Regions from separate parts of the Mus musculus genome. Here region 1 is linked to region 2. A link is a contact called in public Hi-C data. All regions are on one chromosome and are shown on one strand. The core of a region is the stretch at or near the end of the contact, and the rest is flanking DNA. Distances in the headings are between cores, read along the strand shown. Region 1 overlaps Mpdz (multiple PDZ domain crumbs cell polarity complex component). Region 2 overlaps Mpdz (multiple PDZ domain crumbs cell polarity complex component).

What was found. A called contact is a pair of places that touch in the nucleus more often than the background predicts.
Region 1: a contact with region 2 is called in a Hi-C map of rod photoreceptor, with 3 times the contacts expected there. The contact joins two enhancer-like sites. A contact is called at or near these places in 2 of 484 Hi-C or Micro-C datasets (rod photoreceptor and uterus) and 2 of 9 other capture datasets (adipose tissue and liver).

What each region holds. Positions count from the first base shown.
Region 1 is chr4:81,422,273-81,428,743 of GRCm38.p6, reverse strand. All of the region lies in intron 1 of Mpdz (multiple PDZ domain crumbs cell polarity complex component), which reads left to right. Among named protein-coding and RNA genes, the nearest start is that of Mpdz, 17 kb to the left of the region's middle. Within about 2 kb of position 5,028, at least 8 of the 459 cell types and tissues checked have an H3K27ac peak or open chromatin away from gene starts, as enhancers often do. A contact at or near this core is called in rod photoreceptor, where this site is marked.
Region 2 is chr4:81,278,493-81,285,249 of GRCm38.p6, reverse strand. It overlaps Mpdz (multiple PDZ domain crumbs cell polarity complex component), which reads left to right. Exons shown (of 47, transcript NM_010820.3): 43 at 551-673; 44 at 1,813-1,917; 45 at 2,481-2,593; 46 at 3,426-3,549; 47 at 5,481-6,751. The coding sequence ends at 5,627. Among named protein-coding and RNA genes, the nearest start is that of Gm25803, 57 kb to the left of the region's middle. Within about 2 kb of position 2,544, at least 13 of the 459 cell types and tissues checked have an H3K27ac peak or open chromatin away from gene starts, as enhancers often do. A contact at or near this core is called in rod photoreceptor, where this site is marked.

The DNA.
Region 1 (6,471 bases), core at 3,779-6,278, 140 kb before region 2:
AATGGAGCCTTCACAGGACCAAGGGCTTCTCCTATTGATGGCAGACAAGGCCATCCTCTGCTACATATGGGGATGGAGCCATGGGTCCTTCCATGTGTACTCTCTGGTTGGTAGTTTAGTCCCTGGGAGCTCTGGGGGGTCTGGTTGGTTGATATTGTTGTTCTTCCTGCAAACCCTTTCAGCTCCTTCAGTCCTTTCTCTAACTCCTCTATTGGGGACCCAGTGCTAAGTCCAATGGTTGGCTACAAGCATCCACCTCTGTATTTGTCAGGCTCTGGCAGAGCCTCTCAGGAGACAGCTATAACAGGCTCCTATTAGCAAGCATTTCTTGGCATCTGTAATAGTGTCTGTGTTTGGTACCTGTATATGGATGGATCCCCAGGTGGGGCAGTTTCTGGATGGCCTTTCCTTCAGTCTCTGCTCCACACTTTGTCCCTATATTTTTTTTAGACAGGAGCTCTTGGACATAGAACTACCTGAGGATTCAGCTATACCATTCCTAAGCATATACCCAAAAGATGCTCCCACATATAACAAGGACACATGCTTCACTATGTTCATAGCAGCCTTATTAATAATAGCCAGAAGCTGGAAAGAACCCAGATGTCCTTCAACAGAGGAATGGATACAAAAAATGTGGTATATTTACACAATGGAATACTACTGAGCTATTAAAAACAATAAATTCATGAAATTCTTAGGCAAATGGATGACTAGAAAATATCATCCTGAGTGAGGTAACCCAGTCACAAAAAAACACACATGGTATGCACTCACTGATAAGTGGATATTAGCTCCAAAGCTTGGAATACCCATGATACAATTCACAGACCGCATGAAGCTCAAGAAGAAAGAAGACCAAAGTGTGGATGCTTCAGTCCTTAGAAGGGGACACAATACTCACAGGAGTAAAACAAATTGTTTTAGTCTGGCTGGAATTAAGTCATGTAGACTGAATGAAGTTATATGTGTGGGAACTCACCAATGGCGATGACATTTACAGTTTAGTAGCTTCAAGTAACATTTTTTTCTCCAATAAAGAAGGCAGAGAAGATTTGAAAAGTACTGTAATTAAAATTAAACAAACAAACCAGACAGTTTTCCCAAAGCAGATATTGTTAACATTTTTACAATTGTTGCCAATCTCTTATTTTTCTAATTCTTATTATGAAAAATTTCAAATAATACATGATCAAATAATACGTGAAGGCAGAAGACTGGAGTCTAGCCAGTCAGCTCATGGCCGGGCTTGTTTCTCTGCTTCTCTAGCATTTCCTTAATCATTGTCATGGAAACAAGTCCCAAACACTGAACCATTTTTTTTTTTTTGAAAGATTTATTTATTATTTATTATATGTAAGTACACTGTAGCTGTCTTAAGACACTCCAGAAGAGGGAGTCAGATCTCTCATTACGGATGGTTGTGAGCCACCATGTGGTTGCTGGGATTTGAACTCCGAACCTTTGGAAGAGCAGTTGTGTGCTCTTACCTGCTGAGCCATCTCACCAGCCCAACACTGAACCATTTTATCTGTAAGTATTTATACACTCACTGATCTACTTATAAAAAAGTAGAGTTTAGCTTCCTTGAAAGAAGGGAAGACAAATTCCCGGTAGATATTCCTTGACTTGAGGCTACCATACCTGTTTATTAGTAAGTACTATATGAGCAACTATCTAATAAATACTATAAGCTCATGGCTGAGACGATAGAAATTTATCCTCTGAACAGTTCTGGATTTTGGAAAGTTCAGGGACTGTATTTAGTCTAAATGAAGTCAAAAATTAAGTAGACTGGTACAGACATTCAACACAACCAACTGCCCATAAAAATCTGATCCAGTTGGATCTATGTATTTTTAGAACCCATCAGTAGTCCTGTCAAAGAAAGATAACATTCATCTTATGTGATGTTCATATATTTAAAGCCAATCAATTTTAAAATTCAATATTTTAAAAACTCCTCATGATAAAGTATACCTGTTTGTATTAATGTTTTAAAATGTAGCTGTTGGGCTGGAGAGATAGCTCAGCAGTTAAGAGCACTGATTGCTGTTCCGGAGGTCCTGAGTTCAATTCCCAGCAACCACATGGTGGCTCACAACCATCTGTCATGGGATCTGATGCCCTCTTCTGGTGTGTGTCAGAAGTCAGTTACAGTGTACTATGGGTCACCTCCCTAGTACCCCATATAGTAATGCTGGAATCTGTACTGTACTTGCTTTCTCTTGTGTGCTTTAGCTTATTGTGGCTTTAGCTCCTTACCGACTTGTGATCTGTCTTTCACTCTCATTTATTTTTACTTTCTTCTGTATTCTGAACATCCCTCTTGCATGATCTCATTTCCAGTTTCACTTGAATTTTGCATATCTTTTATACCATCACAGATCATCGACCTGAAATACAATCTGATCATATTACATACTTGACCAAAATAAACTTTAAATAGAATCCAAACTTTTGTACTCAAGTTCCTTAGTAATTTGGAGTGTCCTTATCCCTAGCTTCATCATGTCTGTCAGAGGTAACAAAGTTCTGTATTCAGAAGGTGCCGTGTATACTGCCTTGCCACACTGCAGGGAGCACCACAGGGAGCACTCAACATCAGCTCTAACTCCTGCCCATTTTTTGGAGTCTGAGAGGGGTATGGGGTCTATAGCTCTGGGAAGCTTTTTCTGACTTCTCACTGTGGCCTTGGGATCACCCCTTTACATTTCTGTTTTTTTCTTTTTGTTGTTGCTGATTACTGTGTCTTCTATTCACTAAGCATTGGATTCTTATCCTGTCCTCATTTCTCATTTCTCTGTTTCTGTCACTTGACAGCATTCCAGTCATATGAGCACACCGTGGCTGAATTAGTAAAAACCAAAACCTTCCTCTAATCCGTATTTTCACTTTTGAGAGATAATTTAACTCACAGCCCTACAAAGGTAGCACAAGTTTGCCAAGAGGAGATAATATTGATCAGCATGTGAAGTACTTATGAAGTTAAGTTTCTTTGACTTTGGAGTAAGTTTAGAATTAATAAATTCTGCATTTATTGTAGGAATCCAGAAGGATTTATAGCTGTGAATGTGAAAATAAACTTGCATTCAGGAATGCTTTTTTGATCAGGGCCTAAAAAATGAGGGAGATAGTTCAAAGGAGGAGATGCTAGTCAAAGTCTGCTTGCAACTACTGGGCAGCTGTGGTGTGGGTAGATGCTGTGCTGCGTCCCTGCTTTGGAGACAGCAGTTCAGTAGTGTTACCCCAAAGTAGGAATTATTAATGAAAGTGTCCATTTTGCCATCACAAACACTTGCAGATATGACAAACTACCCGTGAGAGATTATATCCTGGCTTTTGTCTGCTAGCTTCAGGAAGTGCTGAGGCTAGCTGTGAAGGGAACAGAGGCTAAATTTAAATGCAGTGACAGATGCTGAGCTACCCTGATGAGATTTTACTATCTTATATTTACTTATGCTGTAGTAAGAATTGAGTATAATAACTATAAAAGTGTGAGCATTTCCTGAAGCTCCTCCTCAGAATTATTTCTGTCTGTGCTGGTTAGACTTTTTTTGTTTTTTTTTTTTTTGGGGGGGGGGTCATCAATTTGACAGACTAGGGAAAAGCAGGCAAAAAGTACCTCAGTTGTAAAACTGCCTTTGTCAAACTGGTCTGTAGCAAGCCCATATAGTATTTGTTTGTTTGCTTGATGATCGATGCCAGTGGGCCCAGCCTAGTGTGGGTGAGGGCATTCATGGGCAGGTGGTTCTATATTGTGTGAGAGCCAGCTGAGTGAGCCAGGAAGAGTAAGCCAGTAGGCAGCATCCCTCCATGGCCTGGGTTCCAGGTCTGCCGACTTTCCTTCATGATGGACTATAACCTACAAAATGAAATAAACCCCTTCTTTCTCTCCAGATTACCTTTGGTCATGGTGTTTTCATAGCAAACAGAGAGCAAACTAAAGTGCTAGAGCAAAGCAGTTGTTTTGTTGTTGTGTTGGTTTGTTTATTTGCTAGTTGCTGTGACATCTGTGTATTTAGAATGATTTACTGTTTGAATTGCCGACTCTTTGCTGCATACGTGTGTGCCTGCATACTTCCAGAACAGCTTGCCAGAGAGCAAATTGGCCAGTTAGTACATGCTCCTCAACAAAACCAAATATTCAGTTTATCTTTCATTCCTTGCAGAAAAAAAAAAATAGTGTTATCAACCCATTGTTGGGCAATGAAATGGTCACAGGGAAAGTCTTCAGAGACTTATTAAGGATCAACGAACTGTCATAATAGAAGTTAACAGAAAACACATAGGCCTAAGATTATAAATGATGTTTTAGTATTACTATTCCTAAGCAAATGCAAAGATAACCAGATTGTCAATAAAATGATCAGTTAAACTTGAATTTTAGATTTTAATACAAATATCACTGGAGATATATCTACACACACATACACACACACACACACACACACACACACACACACACACACACACACTAAGAAAGTAGTAATTTTCCTGTAGCTCAAATTTGAATAGGCATTATGTTTATATTTGTTCATTCTGGAAGTCTAGATGTACTTAGTCAAGATGCAAAACTAAAGAAGAATGCAGCAATCCAGCGCTTTCTTCTCTCCCCTCTGGCCTGACCATGATTCACTGTGAACAGTTTTGTAAAATCCATGGAAATAGTTTTTTATAAATATGCAGTTTTCTAGTTCTTACAAGTTTATTTCTTTCAATTTCTACCTACAATGGATTTTATGTCCTCTCATTTTATAGAGGTAGTTGTACCTTAATACACCATCTCATACATTCTCTTTTAAACAATTGATACCTCTACCAAGTGTATATTCAGGACAATATAGAAAATAGGAGATAGAAGATGAGTTCAGAGGTTCATATTTCTTATCCTTAGTAGGCTGAGGGAATTGGATTAAGAGCTTGAAGACTACATAATAAGATTAAGGGCAGTCTGGACTGCATAGTGAGCCCTGTCTAAATAAGTAGGGCCAGTGTGATAGAGTGTAGACTTGGAAATCCGGCAGAGGGGATTTCAAGTCCAACTTACCCCACTTAAGGGCTCTGTGACTCTGTGATGATCTTGCACTGTCCTTGCCTGGAAGATGGGAGAACAGTCTGTAGGACACTGAAGGAACACTCTGTCAGGCACTGGAGGAGCACTCTGTCAGGCACTGAAGGAGCATTCTGTCAGACACTGGAGGAGCACTCTGTCAGGCACTGAAGGAGCACTCTGTCAGGCACTGGAGGAGCACTCTGTCAGGCACTGAAGGAGCACTCTGTCAGGCACTGGAGGAGCACTCTGTCAGGCACTGGAGGAGCAGTCTATGGGGCACTGAAGGAACAGTCTGTCAGGCACTGGAGGAGCCCTGTCAGGCACTGAAGGAGCAGTCTGTCAGGCACTGGAGGAGCACTCTGTCAGGCACTGAAGGAGCACTCTGTCAGGCACTGGAGGAGCACTCTGTCAGGCACTGAAGGAGCACTCTGTCAGGCACTGGAGGAGCACTCTGTCAGGCACTGGAGGAGCAGTCTATGGGGCACTGAAGGAACAGTCTGTCAGGCACTGGAGGAGCCCTGTCAGGCACTGAAGGAGCAGTCTGTCAGGCACTGGAGGAGCAGTCTGTAGGACATGGAAGGAACATGAGGATCACTTATTTCAGACACTATGAGGATCCTTGTCTTCAAGATGTGTCTTCCCAATTCCAAATCTATTGAGTGATGATTAATGTGCCCAGTGTTTCAGAGTGTTTGATTATTAAAATAACTTTAGATCCATTTGTATATAACCTGATGGTGCTATGATCATAACTAGAACTTATGGATGGTTGCTAGTGGGTAGCCACTACTTCTATGGGTTTCTCAGTGTTGGGGGATTTAGTTTAAAATGGAACAGCTACATTTTTTTTTATTATTTACTTATTACTAGTTATACGAGTACACTGTAACTGACTTCTGACACACACCAGAAGAGGGCACCCGATCCCATGACAGATGGTTGTGAGCCACCATGTGGTTGCTGGGATTTGAACTCAGGACCTCCGGAACAGCAATCAGTGCTCTTAACCGCTGAGCCATCTCTCCAGCCCAACAGCTACATTTTTAAACATTAATACAAACAGGTATACTTTATCATGAGGAGTTTTTAAAATATTGAATTTTAAAATTGATTTGCTTTAAATATATGAACATCACATAAGATGAATGTTATCTTTCTTTGACAGGACTACTGATGGGTTCTAAAAATACATAGATCCAACTGGATCAGATTCTTATGGGCAGTTGGTTGTGTTGAATGTCTGTACCAGTCTACTTAATTTTTGACTTCATTTAGACTGAATATAGTTTTCTTCATTGGTTAACCTCTATAGCTATGCTGGTTAGTTACTTGTTGTTGTTAGTTTTATATTCAACTTGACATAAACAAGAGTCATCTAGGAAGTGGAAGCCTCAATTGAGAAAATGCCTTCAGTG
Region 2 (6,757 bases), core at 1,295-3,794:
TCAAAATTAGTATTATTCTGCCCTTACACAGAATGATTCTCTGCGTCTCACCTCTTGTTCTGATGAATGAATATTAGGACATACAACCTTATAGTCATGTGCAAGAGAGACCGCAAAGGCATGGTTTCCTGGGACTATGATATAGCCTTCTCAGCACTGCATGCCATCAGTATGTGCTTCATGTGCACTGCAGGCCTCTGTGAGACCCAGCCAGAGCTTGGTGGGCTCAGTGCATGTGTTCCAGGCCTTGCACTAGGACTTGTAATGTCCTGAGTGGGAAAGTGGCCCTACCTGGTTTCGAATCTTGTGGTCCTCTCAGTTCCCGAGTTTGCCTGCCTTTTATCAATCTCAACATGATTTAGTATGTATCAATTGCTTCACTTTCCAAACTGATGCTTCCCCCCTCCCTTAAGTCCCTATGTCAAATGAAGTATTTTCCACCCTCATACCTAGAGGATCCTAATTAGCAATAGAATATTGTGTGTCAAAGAAGAAACAAAAGGTCGGTTTAGAATCCTGCTTTGACCCAAGCATGTGTGTTCCATGGCAGGGGCCTGCTGACTCGCTGGGACTCAGCATTGCTGGAGGAGTGGGCAGCCCGCTCGGAGATGTCCCTATATTTATTGCGATGATGCACCCAAATGGTGTTGCAGCTCAAACACAAAAACTCAGAGTAAGTTTTCCTACTAACTGTAGTGGCTCTAGCAAACCTAGCAGGCATTTCCACCTCTCAGCCTAACCACCTACAGCCAGGAGGTTCTCAGGGTTTAAATCTGCCTTTAAACAGCAAGCCAAGTCATGGATGAGCTTGCTTTAAGTGAAAGATCAAGAATAGCAAAAGGGAATATGATGTGATCAGATGCAAGATTTAAGGACATTGCAACTTTGGAACATATTACAGAGAAAACAAAGTGTGTTCCGAGCACAGTACAGAAGGAAACTTCTTTCATATGTATTATTGGTTTAAATGCTGACTTGACCATACCAAATTGGAACATGTTCCTTACTTACTTTATTATAAATTTTAACGAAGTTTAATGAAAATATGACTTCATGTACTGTAAAGCATACAGATTTGCTTCAAGGTTACAGGATGGCCCGATGCTGAACCATACTGTCAACAAAGTACACTTTACTGCAATAACTTGGCCTCTTGGAAGGAAAACCTTTTATGCCCAAGCTGTAAACAAGATATCCAAAAGAACCATATCTTAGATAAATAGCTTCAAGTTTGGGGATAACTCAGTACTTTTAAATTTATGATGGACACTGAGAAACTGATCATACCCTAGCGCCATAGGTTCAATTCACTTCCTATGAGAGAGCAGCGAAGGCTTAAACTGGGGCATAGGACTCTCTTGCAACTACTTGGCTCTGTCACAGGACAAGTAAGCATACTGTCTTCCAACCAAATTTGATTAACTGAAGTGGACACTGTGCCAACTTGGCTTTGCTGCCCTTAGTTTGCCAACCTCTGACTTATGGTCTCATCTAACATAGTGTTAATGTCCAGAGAAAATCTGGCTTGCAGATGGCACTGATACTTTATGGCTTTAATAAGTAATATCTTTCCCAGGAGAAAGAAGGACCGGGGACCAGGGAAGAGTGAGTTTTTTCTCATCACTTTTCCTTCCCCAGAACTATCAACTCCATCTCAGCTCTCTCTTTTGAAGTTGCTTCTTAGATTTGAGTTAGTGATCTCCTGCTATATTTCAGAAGCTGGTGGCAACTTAGGTGCACTGTGAGTGGTCTAAGACCACGTTAGCCTGTCAGCCCCAGCCCTCATCTGCATGCTGGCTACTTGTCTTGCAGGTTGGGGATAGGATTGTCACCATCTGTGGCACATCCACGGATGGGATGACTCACACACAGGCGGTTAACTTGATGAAAAATGCCTCAGGCTCCATTGAAGTACAGGTAAGGCTTTATCCCAAGCACTGTTCACAAGGTAGGTAGCCTGAGGACACAGGAGCTCTGGTGCTAGATAAAATCAATTCACTCTTCTGCTACTGGTTTACTTAATATATTCCTTGAACGACGCTGATTAAATCGAGCGCTCCAGGAAAGCATTATGAAGCAACACATTCTGTATCACTCCATCCTGGTGCCTTCATTATTTCATATTTTATATCTAAAGGGAAAAATACAGCACCCCTGCAGCCAATGATTGTTAGAATCCTGTGTGCTCTGTGAGTAGCATGTCTTCTGAAATCTCTGAAAAATGGTTGCAAATGAAGTCATGATTTGAAAACAAAGGAAATTGTAGAACTTACTTTAGGATATTTTTACTGTCTGCACATTTAAAAGGTACCTGGGCATTGTGAAGTGTCTTTGTTTCCAATAGTGTTTTAATCATTTCAGTGTTTAAGCAGTCAGTAAAAGCACTCATTTTAATCTAAGTTCATTTTTTGGAGCGATCTTTTGGGATCTCTCAGGCGAGGTGAATATACAGTTTCTCCTTTCACTGTGCCCACACACAGGTGGTTGCTGGAGGAGATGTGAGTGTGGTCACGGGTCATCAGCAAGAACTTGCCAATCCTTGTCTTGCTTTCACTGGGCTGACATCAAGCAGTATATTTCCGGATGATTTAGGGTGAGCAATATATTATCGGGTATATCATTTTTTCCTTTCAAACCAAATTGTTGAGAAAATTGCAGTCTCTGTCCCATGTTCCTGGCAATCACCCAGAGGTAAAATAAAGGGAGAGGGCGTATAAAGTAGAAAGTGCCAATGCTTTTAGTCAGCTTGTCAGTTGGGTGGGTTACAAACCACTGCCTGATCAGAGATGACTAGATTATAAATAGTTACCTAGTCAGGAATAAGTAGATTAAAGAGAGTTACCTAATCAGAGATGACTAGATTATAAACAGTTACCTAGTTACAGACGGGTGCATTAACGCCATGCCTGCTCAGAGATGAGTAGATTATAAATAGTTACCTAATCAGACATGAGTATACTACAAATAGCTCTTCACCCTACTACACTTCCTGGGTTTTCAGTTTTGATATTTTTGAGAGGACATCTTGCTCTTCTTCAATGAACTGTGATTGAAAATACTGAATATATTAGAAAACACACTAAATATAAAAGTATTAGAAAAGATAAAAGGTAAAGGGAGGCACATTTAAATTTTCAAGTTATTCAATGCTGCCCTTATCTTGTTCACAGTTGACTTTCCTCTCTGAAGTTGAGACTATCATTTATGATCCTACATTGTGGTTCTCTGAACTTTCATCCCCTCTCAATAAACTGGAAAAAGAAGGAGAGTTTCTGTGCTATGAAAGCATTCAATAAATAGCATCTTTCTTATCTGTAACATAGAGGATATACTATCTGTAGTTTGAATCAGGTAAAGCATAAAGCACAGAACCAAGTGAGTGTGTGTGTTTGTGACCTTTTTTTTTCTCCTTTCTTTTTCTGTAGCCCTCCACAGTCTAAGACCATTACGCTAGACCGAGGACCAGATGGCTTAGGCTTCAGCATTGTAGGCGGCTATGGCAGCCCTCATGGAGACTTACCAATTTATGTGAAAACAGTGTTTGCAAAGGTAAGCTTACAAGGTTTACCCATTCTGTTCCTTACTAGACATTAATTAACACTGGTCAGCAGCTAGCTTATTAGTTTAAGGCCTGACGTGACGCCAAATGGTTAACATTGATATTTTCTTTTGAAATCTCTGCAGGAACAGGTTATTAAATGTTTTTATCCTAATTGAGGTTTAGTTATGTTTAGAGAAAATTAGTTCAAATTGAAACTCCATGGAAACTCTCAGTGATATACATGAAACAATCGATGCAGCCTGTCCCTTCCATTGAATAGAAAGTCACACATGATTACCTTTTGAATATGGACTTTGATAATATATCTGCTGTCAAGAACTGGCATGTTTTCCTCCGTGTTCTTTTATAGTTGTGAAATCTAAAGTAGGTACAGAAAAATACACAAAATTAATCTCACATTATGACTAGGGTGTTTATACATTAATTTCATTGAAAAGAGAAAAAGAATTGAGGAGTAGTGAGCAGACCTGCTGTCTGTAATAAAGCATTATTTGCAATCAAGGGATTCAGTTACTTATGAAAAGAAAGCTCTGTGTATAGTTGTAATCATCCACTGAACCATCTTAAGAATGTTTAGAATAAGAATAAAGAGACTGTAATTTTGATGAAGTCATTAAAATAATAGAAATGCATATAATGGTTGGTAATGTGTTGTTAAGATCTATTTTCAAAGACTACAAATTTGAACAACGTTTCCTGCAGAAGAGAACTCAGAATCTCACATTTTACAGTGGAAAAGAACAGAGTGAACATCAGGCCTGTAAAGATTCCACTTGGGCTCTTTAAATGCTCCTTTATGTTATGGAAGTTTCTATTATTTTAGAAAAACACTACTATTTTCAACCAATTTAAAGTGCTGTTCTGTGGCAAACTAGCTGTAGGCTTAATTTGTAAGTTGTTTTTTTTTTTTTAAGTTATTGGTACATCCAAAAATACAGACAGCATTTGCCAATGAATAGAAGCGCCATGCAATCCTTTTCCTCGGCCTAGGAACAATTTATTTAAGGCATGCTAGTTAGAACATATTTTAAGAATTTCATCATTATACGCTCCTCATTAACTCTTCCATATTTTTAATCTTATATTTAATTGCATAATTATCGTCTATGTTCATGCCTGAGATGGAGTTCTTTTTTAAATAGTGATGTCTGTGTTTAATCATAATTATTTAGAGCCTATAGGAATAGGAAGACTCTCTTTTCCCTTGCAGTAAAAACCAAGACAGCTTGAGCAGTCTTTCTTTGCAAAGCTTAGAAAGAATGACACTTAGCAGTGCTGGGGGGCTCGTGTCTGAGCTGTGTGCTGGGATGGAACTCAGAGCCCGATTGATGCTGAACAAGCATTGCATGAGCGGTGTCTCCCCAGACCAGCACTGGCTTTTAAATTCTCACTCTGCCTTACCCTGATCAGCCTCTATGTGGGCTTTCTGGCTCAGCAAACCTGTGGACTCTCAAGTCTCCATAGCTTTGTTTGATGAGGCTGCTTTTGTTCTCCCTGATCCTTTGTCTTTCTGTAGGCCCTCTTTATAGTCTGAAAAAGCCTCCGTTTCTGTGAAATCATTCCTGTTAGGCAGATGCCCAAATATTCTTTATTAATTTTAGTTGCCACCAATTGCTGTCCTAAACAGCCAAAAAAAAAAAAAAAAAAAAAAAAAAAAAAAAAAAAAAAAAAAAAAAAAAAAAATTCCAGCTACTCTGTTGACTGCTAGCTAACTTCACTACCAGATTGGAATGTCAGTGTTAAACCAATTTGGAAGAAGGACCTCTTTTTTTTAAGTATGTTCATCATGTCTGATGGTATGGGGCACCGGGAGCCATGTATGTGTACATGCAGAGCAATTTGCATTCTTCTTTGGCTCTTTTTCTTTGTGTGTGGCTGAGTTCTTTCACAAGTAAATAAGCCTACTTTATACTTGCAGGGAGCAGCAGCAGAAGATGGGCGTCTAAAAAGGGGCGATCAGATCATTGCTGTCAATGGGCAAAGTCTAGAAGGAGTGACCCATGAAGAAGCTGTTGCCATCCTCAAGAGGACAAAGGGCACCGTCACCCTCATGGTTCTCTCTTGAAGTGACTGCCAGAGCTGAAGCAGCCCAGCCACTGGCTCCCCTCCTACTGTAACAGAGAGGACCTGTTTGTATGCTGTGTTGGTCGGAGAAAACTACAGTAGGGAGGCGAGAAACAGAGTGTTTGTTACTCACAGCCAAGCATCATTTTTCCTTTACTCTGCATTTCATGATCATATACTCAAAAAGAAGAGATATTTGCATAGATAAACCTCAGTTTTATCTCGACAATATCTAACAATTTAAGGTCACGTGGACAAAATTATTATATGTTCATCTTGTTAGTGTGGAAACAAAATGATACAAAGTTAGGCAATTAGGTTAAAGATGGAAATTTAGAAAAAAAGAAGACAGTTTTGAGTTTTATAGGACTTCTTCAATCCAGCAGTCCAAAAGAAGAAAAGAAAGTGCTTGCAATACTTTTGAATAGTCTACTGTTTTAAAATTGTGACATATTGGTCCTACTTACCTCTAATGCATATTTTTCTGCTAAAATTGTTTAGCAGTCCTTGTAAGCTTTAAAAAGAAATTCCTGTTTAGTGCATATCTCGGTGTTTGTTTTCAGTTTTAACCTGCTATATTTTCATGTTGTTATAGGTAAAGTGCTGATGCTACCCTGTGTTGGCTAGAGTTCTAGGAAACATCCATGTAGCCATGGGAGACAGAGAAGGAGCCCAGAGTGTTCTAATGCTGATGTAGCAGACTGATACTACGTGGAAAACATGTTACTGTACCATGCTATTGTTTTTCCATTAGTATTAATCTTAATGACATAGAAAAAGACAGCGTGTTAGTAATTATTTTGGTTGTATGCCATTAGTAAATTGACAGAAAAATTAAGGGGGTTAATGTAACTTCATCTCACTGCTGTATATTAACATCTTACAATACAATAGTCTAAGACTGAGGGAAACAGATGGGGCTGTTTACTGAGACAACTGGTGAGGAATTATGTGTTCAATCCCATTTTAGAGCGTGAAACTCCTACATTAGAATAGATAAAGTCACTTTAAATACTATCTATATTTGTAACAGAAGTCGTATACATATATTTTATTATAGCATTCTTGTGTAAATGCAGAATTAAAGTGAATAAATAAGTTTCTGTGGTGCACAACAAACAAGCAGATGCT